Regions from separate parts of the Sparus aurata genome. Here region 1 is linked to region 2. The links are chromatin contacts, called in public Hi-C maps. All regions are on one chromosome and are shown on one strand. The core of a region is the stretch at or near the end of the contact, and the rest is flanking DNA. Distances in the headings are between cores, read along the strand shown.

What was found. A called contact is a pair of places that touch in the nucleus more often than the background predicts.
Region 1: a contact with region 2 is called in a Hi-C map of an unstated tissue, with 2.9 times the contacts expected there. The contact joins the promoter of LOC115570115 here to the promoter of LOC115570212 in region 2.

Annotation. Positions count from the first base shown.
Region 1 is chr19:23,616,380-23,619,586 of fSpaAur1.1, forward strand. It overlaps LOC115570115 (coiled-coil domain-containing protein 106-like), which reads right to left and starts at 1,722. Exons shown (of 5, transcript XM_030398412.1): 1 at 1,539-1,722. anxa13 (annexin A13) reads right to left here. Exons shown (of 11, transcript XM_030398414.1): 11 at 2,985-3,207.
Region 2 is chr19:23,449,262-23,452,682 of fSpaAur1.1, forward strand. It overlaps LOC115570212 (protein adenylyltransferase SelO-like), which reads left to right and starts at 1,929. Exons shown (of 19, transcript XM_030398635.1): 1 at 1,929-2,731; 2 at 2,821-2,939; 3 at 3,025-3,153. The coding sequence starts at 2,518. pdss1 (prenyl (decaprenyl) diphosphate synthase, subunit 1) reads right to left here and starts at 1,566. Exons shown (of 11, transcript XM_030398641.1): 1 at 1,377-1,566; 2 at 622-689; 3 at 49-181. The coding sequence starts at 1,532.

The DNA of each region.
Region 1 (3,207 bases), core at 472-2,971, 170 kb after region 2:
ATTTGTCTAAACTGGTAGTCAGATATAAACATGTTCATTCTGCTGCATAATCCAGTGGTCTTTGTTTCACATTTACAAGATAAGCTGTAGCACTAGAGTTCTCATCTATTCTGTTATCATGTTGGTTTGTGGTTTTTAAAAGAATTTGACTGTGTTATGTGAAGATGATGGTGCAAAACCACAGTATCATATCTGATTGACACTTGCTAACAAGAGGTTGTCTCTGTTGACATGTTGGTGAAATGGAAACAGAAGATGCTGAGACATCCTGACTTTTAGACTTTAAAGCTTAACAAAAAACAGATAAGGAAGAATGATATCGATACTTTTTTTTTTACTGATGTTGATAATTACTTGCTTAAGTTTAAGAAAGGCTTCCTTCAAAAAGAGAAGAAGAACAAGCGTTGTTGTTGCGCTTGTTCTTCTTTTCTTTTCTTTTTTTCTCAAGCTGACTTTAAACGTGAAAACCACCAGAGTGTGTACATTTATGCGCAATAATTTCCCTGATACCGATATATAGTGAATATCATAAATGATGATATGTGATGATAATTTAATGGTCTCTAACACTGGCTCCTACATCTCTCATATGCAATTCAGCGGCATCTATCATTAAATCGCTTGGTTTCAAACCTCAATGGCGTCTCAAGGCAAAAACCAAGATAAACGACTTCCTTAATGAGAAAAATGGGTGAAGTGCCCCTTTAACTAACCACACAAACTCATAGTGACTTTATAATTTGTTAACGGCGAGTAACAGGAATTCATGCTACATTAATAATGATTCATTAAACCATTATGAGTCATGCATTAGTTATGCATTACTTCAGCCTGTGTTTTGTAACCATAGAAGGTGTTATATGGTTACTGGCTGCAGGGTGTTTCCACAAAAAAGACAAGTGGTGCATTCAGGTGCATGATGACCTGAGTGCAACATGTCAGACATCAGAACAGACTAGAGATGCAGCAGCTTTATCTGCATGTTTTTGTTGCAGGAAGTGGACATGAGTGTTTTCACTCCATGTTTCCATGGAGATGATGATGATGGGCTGTTTAACATGTGCCTGCTGCAGCAGCAGCAAAACACAATTAAGCTAAGAAGTGCTGCAGTGATTAATCTGGCCCCCAACATCTGACACATCCAGTTAACATGCGCATTACTCTCATGGGAATAAACTACCGCAGTCCATAAAGAAACTGGACATTTCTGAGAGCGAGCACATGAAGTAGAAACACTAATAAAGAGCTAAAGTCTGCAGGCCTGTCATCTTTATCACTATTGATTTTATTACACAGGCTATTACAGAAATACAGCTGTGTTTTTAAATCATAACATGCATGTACGGCATGACAGAAGTTATTAACCCCATGAAACAAACAAAGGTGTCACGCTGAGGGCTAAAGGGCCGGACAATTTCTCCCTGCGGTGGTTTTAATTAGCTAGCTCCTACCAAGATGGATGCTAATGACTGTAATTAAGCAGCAAAAAAGGAGAGAAAAGGAGACACAAAGCCGGTGAAACACGCAGGAAAACGTACCTTCAAGAGAGTCCAGCGGGTGAAACAGGTGGCGGAGACGTTCCTGTGTTTGTTTTCCTGCTCGCTGATGTGTCACTTCGTGAGAAATGCCCCGTTTTGATCAGAAACATCAACAGAGACGAGTGAAGAAATGCGAGACTACAGGGGCACGTCTGATGGGGGGCGTGGCTACAGGGCACGTCGCGTCATACGCTGCCTTCAGGGGCTGGAGGGAAAAGTCGTTGATTCATGGGATTTTATATGATCATGGTCCTGAACTACATAAATACATGAAATTAAGCCTAAAGAATAAAAAAGATGCGAAATGTATGACACAGTGTCAAATCGAAGACATGATTAATATATCTGCAAGCATTATCTTAGAAATAGTCTTATCATCAGGAAAAACTTGATTAACAGCTAGGTGATTTAAATGGCCTATAATAAACGGATAACCAATTATCACCACATGTCGACTGCTAATATGAAGATGCATATATTATTATTTCACACTTTGTGGGTTTACGAATTTTTAATTGGCATATTTCCGACAAAACTTAAAGGCAGCATAGGACTGAAGAAAGGGGGCGTGTCGTTTTATAGACAGCTGTGTGATAGACAGATGTTTCCCTCTGACATCCACAGTCTTGGCCACTGGTTGATGGAGTTTAAAAAAATAATTAAACTCCATTTATCTCGTTCCGACGCCTTAATATCGCGTTAATAATGTCAATAACGTCTTCTATTAATTAATCTGAATGTATAGGATAAGGACAAAGCAACATAAAATGGAATTATTCACATTAAATACAAAGATAGTGCTTGGGTAAATGTACTTAGTGACTTTTCATCACTGCTGAACAGTGATTTTAGGATATTATACGTTACACATAGATGGTGTGATGTTTTTGTAATTGGCAAGTTGCTCTCAATGCCTGACATAGACTTCTAAATTCTCAAAGTTAGTCATTTGTTTTGCTTTTGTGTCTGTGTTTTCAGTGCAAATGACTAGAGGGCCATGTCAAGCAGAGCATTAATATACCAATCTCTATCTTATTTATTTATTTTAATGTTTATTTAACAGGGACGATACATACAACATTGCCACAGAAAATGGGAAAATGGGATGCATATAAGACGTCTAGCTTCAGCTAATTTCCAGTCTTTGTCCTTGTCTTTGTTTGGCTTTTGATATAATTCAGGTTACAATGTTTACATAGAAACCTGGTTGTTCATATCATTCTATGCATCACTTTAACACTATACTCAGGTGTCTTAATTTCCCTATAATCTGTACCGCAGGAGAATGTTCAGAAACCCAGATCAGGAGTTTACATGCTAAATGAGGCTGGTTTCTACAGAGTACTAAGCTAATACAAAGAACAGATTACTAGTGTGCATGTAAACAAAAAATGTCCATCATCAGAGTAAATAAACATTGATTGGTTGAATGAAATCAGACACGAGGACGTTACAGGCAACTTTATTTGTTGTTAGACTAAAATTCTTTGGCTATAGAGAGACAAACACAAGTCCAACGACCCGACTAATGTCCTGGTTGATGTTGCAACTATCTCACCTACTGTATCTACTCAGCTCGTTTTACAATAGTGGTCATTTTTAACAAGTATCAGCTGCCGTGTGGGGACACAGATAAGAGACATCAGGTACTGAATGTTTACGGGTTTCT
Region 2 (3,421 bases), core at 679-3,178:
TTCTTACGAAGACGCACACAGCAAGTACACTCTGGATCTAACATGTACCTTTCTGATGTCGTCGTATAAACTTTTTAAATCTTTCTGGGCTAACGTGAAGGGGTCCTTGGGTTTGGCATCGCTGTGTATCGTTCTGCAGCAGCATGACTGTAGTGTGGGATCGAGCAACCGGGACCTGTGTCTGCAGAGGAACACAACACAAACCGTCAATTACATTAATCAACTGCCTTATGAGTCAATTTTTGGGGCCAATGCCAATATGATATATGGTGGATACATGTACATATTTCAGTGATCCATCAAGTGTGGTTATAAAAACACAAACATAGGCAACATAGGCAGGATATTTCACACTGCAGCTTTACTGTTTAAATTGACACCAGAGCACCAAAACACGTTTTTCCGCATTATGATGCATTTGACAACAAATACGCTGAGGATGATATATCTGTGATAGTCCAAAGTCCCATGACAATACTGGCTTTTTTATCCATTTAAACTCCTTTACGACTGTTACCACCACAACATCGGGTCCATGGGAAAAATACAACCACAACAATTTAATGCAATTTATGCAAAAAAAATACACAACATTTGATTACAGTGGTTAAAACAACTCACCTGGTGATAGATGAGGTTAAGTTTACAGTATGCAGCTTTTTCTGTGTTGGTAGTGCTGATGGCCGCCACTGAAAATTCAAAGAGGACATGATACAAAAAGGCGTTTTACTCATTTTAGACCAACTAAGCCAGCTAGTTCTGGTTGCTGGGAAAAGATCCTTAAATATAATATCACACCCTTTGTCAAAACTTAATTTACAGGAAGAGCAACTTAACTATCTGCAATAATACAACATGATACCATAAGTGTATGTAAACAATATTAATAAAAACAGTCTGAAGTCTTCATCTGATCATGAAATATTGTACTTTTTGTTGTATGTTGTTTATGAGATCTGGAGTGGCACAGGTGACTCAATGACAAATGAATGAATGTAGGAGGGGGTAAAATAAAGCTAAATGAATGGAGACTGGGCCGGACATTGGTTAGATTTACAGTGTACAGCCGGCTGAGTAAAGGACAGCGCTTAATGTAATATCAGAAGCAGGTTTTGACCTTTATGTCAGCTGAGCAGGCTGAGAACGAGCCAACACCTACTGCAACAAGTCTCCATTCATCAAGGCATTTTCTTATAAAACAGAAGTAACTCTGGCGAAACACAAACGGCAGATACACAACCAGGAACTGTCACATTCACTGAAGTAATAAACACGTTGGAGGAGTACAACCACCATGTACTGTGGCCGGTTGTCTGCTCGGTGGTGTGTATGACCTTCCGGGGTTTGACAGCCCAGGTGCTCTGCTGCAAACTCACCTCGTTCCCCGGCCAGGAGCTCCAGGACGTCCGCCCCAGAGAGGACGCGGACACGGACACGGACCTGACGCTGTATTGCCACAGTGTTTCAAATAAACCCGTGCTCGTAACGTTTGTACTCCACCTCCGGCACTGCCTCCACCACGGACCCGCCATGTTCCCGAGAAGCGTGCATTAGGACGGGTTATATATTTGAACGGAACCGGAAAAAGAGTCAGCGGGCGTCTGTTGATGACGTTTCATAACATGGATCATCGTGAGAGAGTTTAGGAGCTATAAACTACCTTCCAAATTAAATAAGGTGTAAACTACGATAACATATGTTTAACGTTAAACTAAAGTTATAAAATGTTTGTTGTTTGGCGTCAGAAAATATAGTAACCTAGCATATTTGCGACGAGGCTACAAGCTAGCTGGGTAGCTAGCTAACCTCGTAACCATAGCTACCGGTGTTTCACAACAGCTAACGCTAGCAACGCTAACGAAGCTAGAGGGGATATTTTGAGGGTAAACCTGACCTAAAGTGTGTTTACATACCGTTTTATTTCCACGGGAGTGTTGACAACTTAATATAAGAGTGGCTTCGAGTTTTACTTCTTTAACTGTCACTTCAAGTGTTACTAGGTACTTTTTTATGGGATATAAAGCATTTACATGCATGCTAACTGGTCATCTGCTAACATTGGTAGCTTTTTGCCAGTGGTGTAAAGTAACTTAGTAACTAATTAGTGAGGTATGTTTATACATGCATTGAATAAATGTACCTAACAACCTAAAAAATACAGAGGTACCTTCAAATTGTATTTTTGTACAGTTCTTAGTTACATTCCATCATTGTATACAAGTACTAGCCTATACACTTGCACATACTGATGTGTATTTTCATCTACACTACATTTGGGGAGTGAGGTAATCGAGTAGTAGTAGTGGTAGTTAAAAAAATATATACATACTTTTAATTGCAGCACATTTTGACAACAAATAGTAAGTAGTTGCTTTCTAGCTTCAGATTTTGAAAGAAAATCATTCCAAATATAATATGATGCATGTTTTAATAGGTTAAACTTACTAAGTACTAACATTTGAATATTAAGTATATAATAATTAACACTGAAAGGAGACAACTACTGTGTCTGTAGAAATGTGTCGTACGATCCACACAGTAGTCTTCGCTCTAGTAGCAGCAGCCAGCATCTCACCTGTACATGTGCTGGAGTTCTGTCAGAGTACTGACCGTGACTGCCACAGTCATGACAGAACGACATCAGACAGCGTCAAATCCAGGTGGAACATGAACGCTTCAAACCTCATACAGGACCTGGAACAATTCAGAGTGTCCTGCAAGAATCTCCTAGGTAAAACTGGTTCTGGACATTACAGGTTGAGGTGTTTAAACAGATGTCAACATAGTGAAAGGGTCACTATCGTTCTGTCCTCTCTGCAGAAGCATTCCCAGTAGACGAGGTCGATGGCAACTTCGTTCGCACCGTTAAGAACTGCGTATTCTCCAAATCCCTTCCAACTCCACTGAAAGGCCCGTTAAGACTGGCAGCAGTTTCGAAGGTGACGTAAAATCATCAACAGCATCTCATGATGTTTATTTACTAATAACAGAAGAATTCATTTATACTTCGAATTGTCTCTACAGGATGTCATTGAGGGGATCTTAGATGTAGACATGGCTGTAACACAGTCTGAGGAGTTCCTTCATTATGCCAGCGGTGGCAGACTGCTGCCAGGATCTGTACCACTTGCGCACAGATACGGAGGTCATCAGGTAGAGTTGGTTTCCAAACCCATTTAGTTAGATGAAACAATCCAGGTTTCACTCATATGTCCACACTTTGGCTGAGCTGAATAACTTAATTACTTTTCTCTACTGATAAAAGATCAGAAGAGATTTCTGGTATTTGTAAACATAAACAATCTTTCTGACAAATACAGAGTTACCTCAGCAGAAATGTTATCAACTCTATATTAAGCAAAGGAAACTTTGCGTTCTCTGTACCTTTAATTTAAGATGATAACACCTGTGAACATCAGAG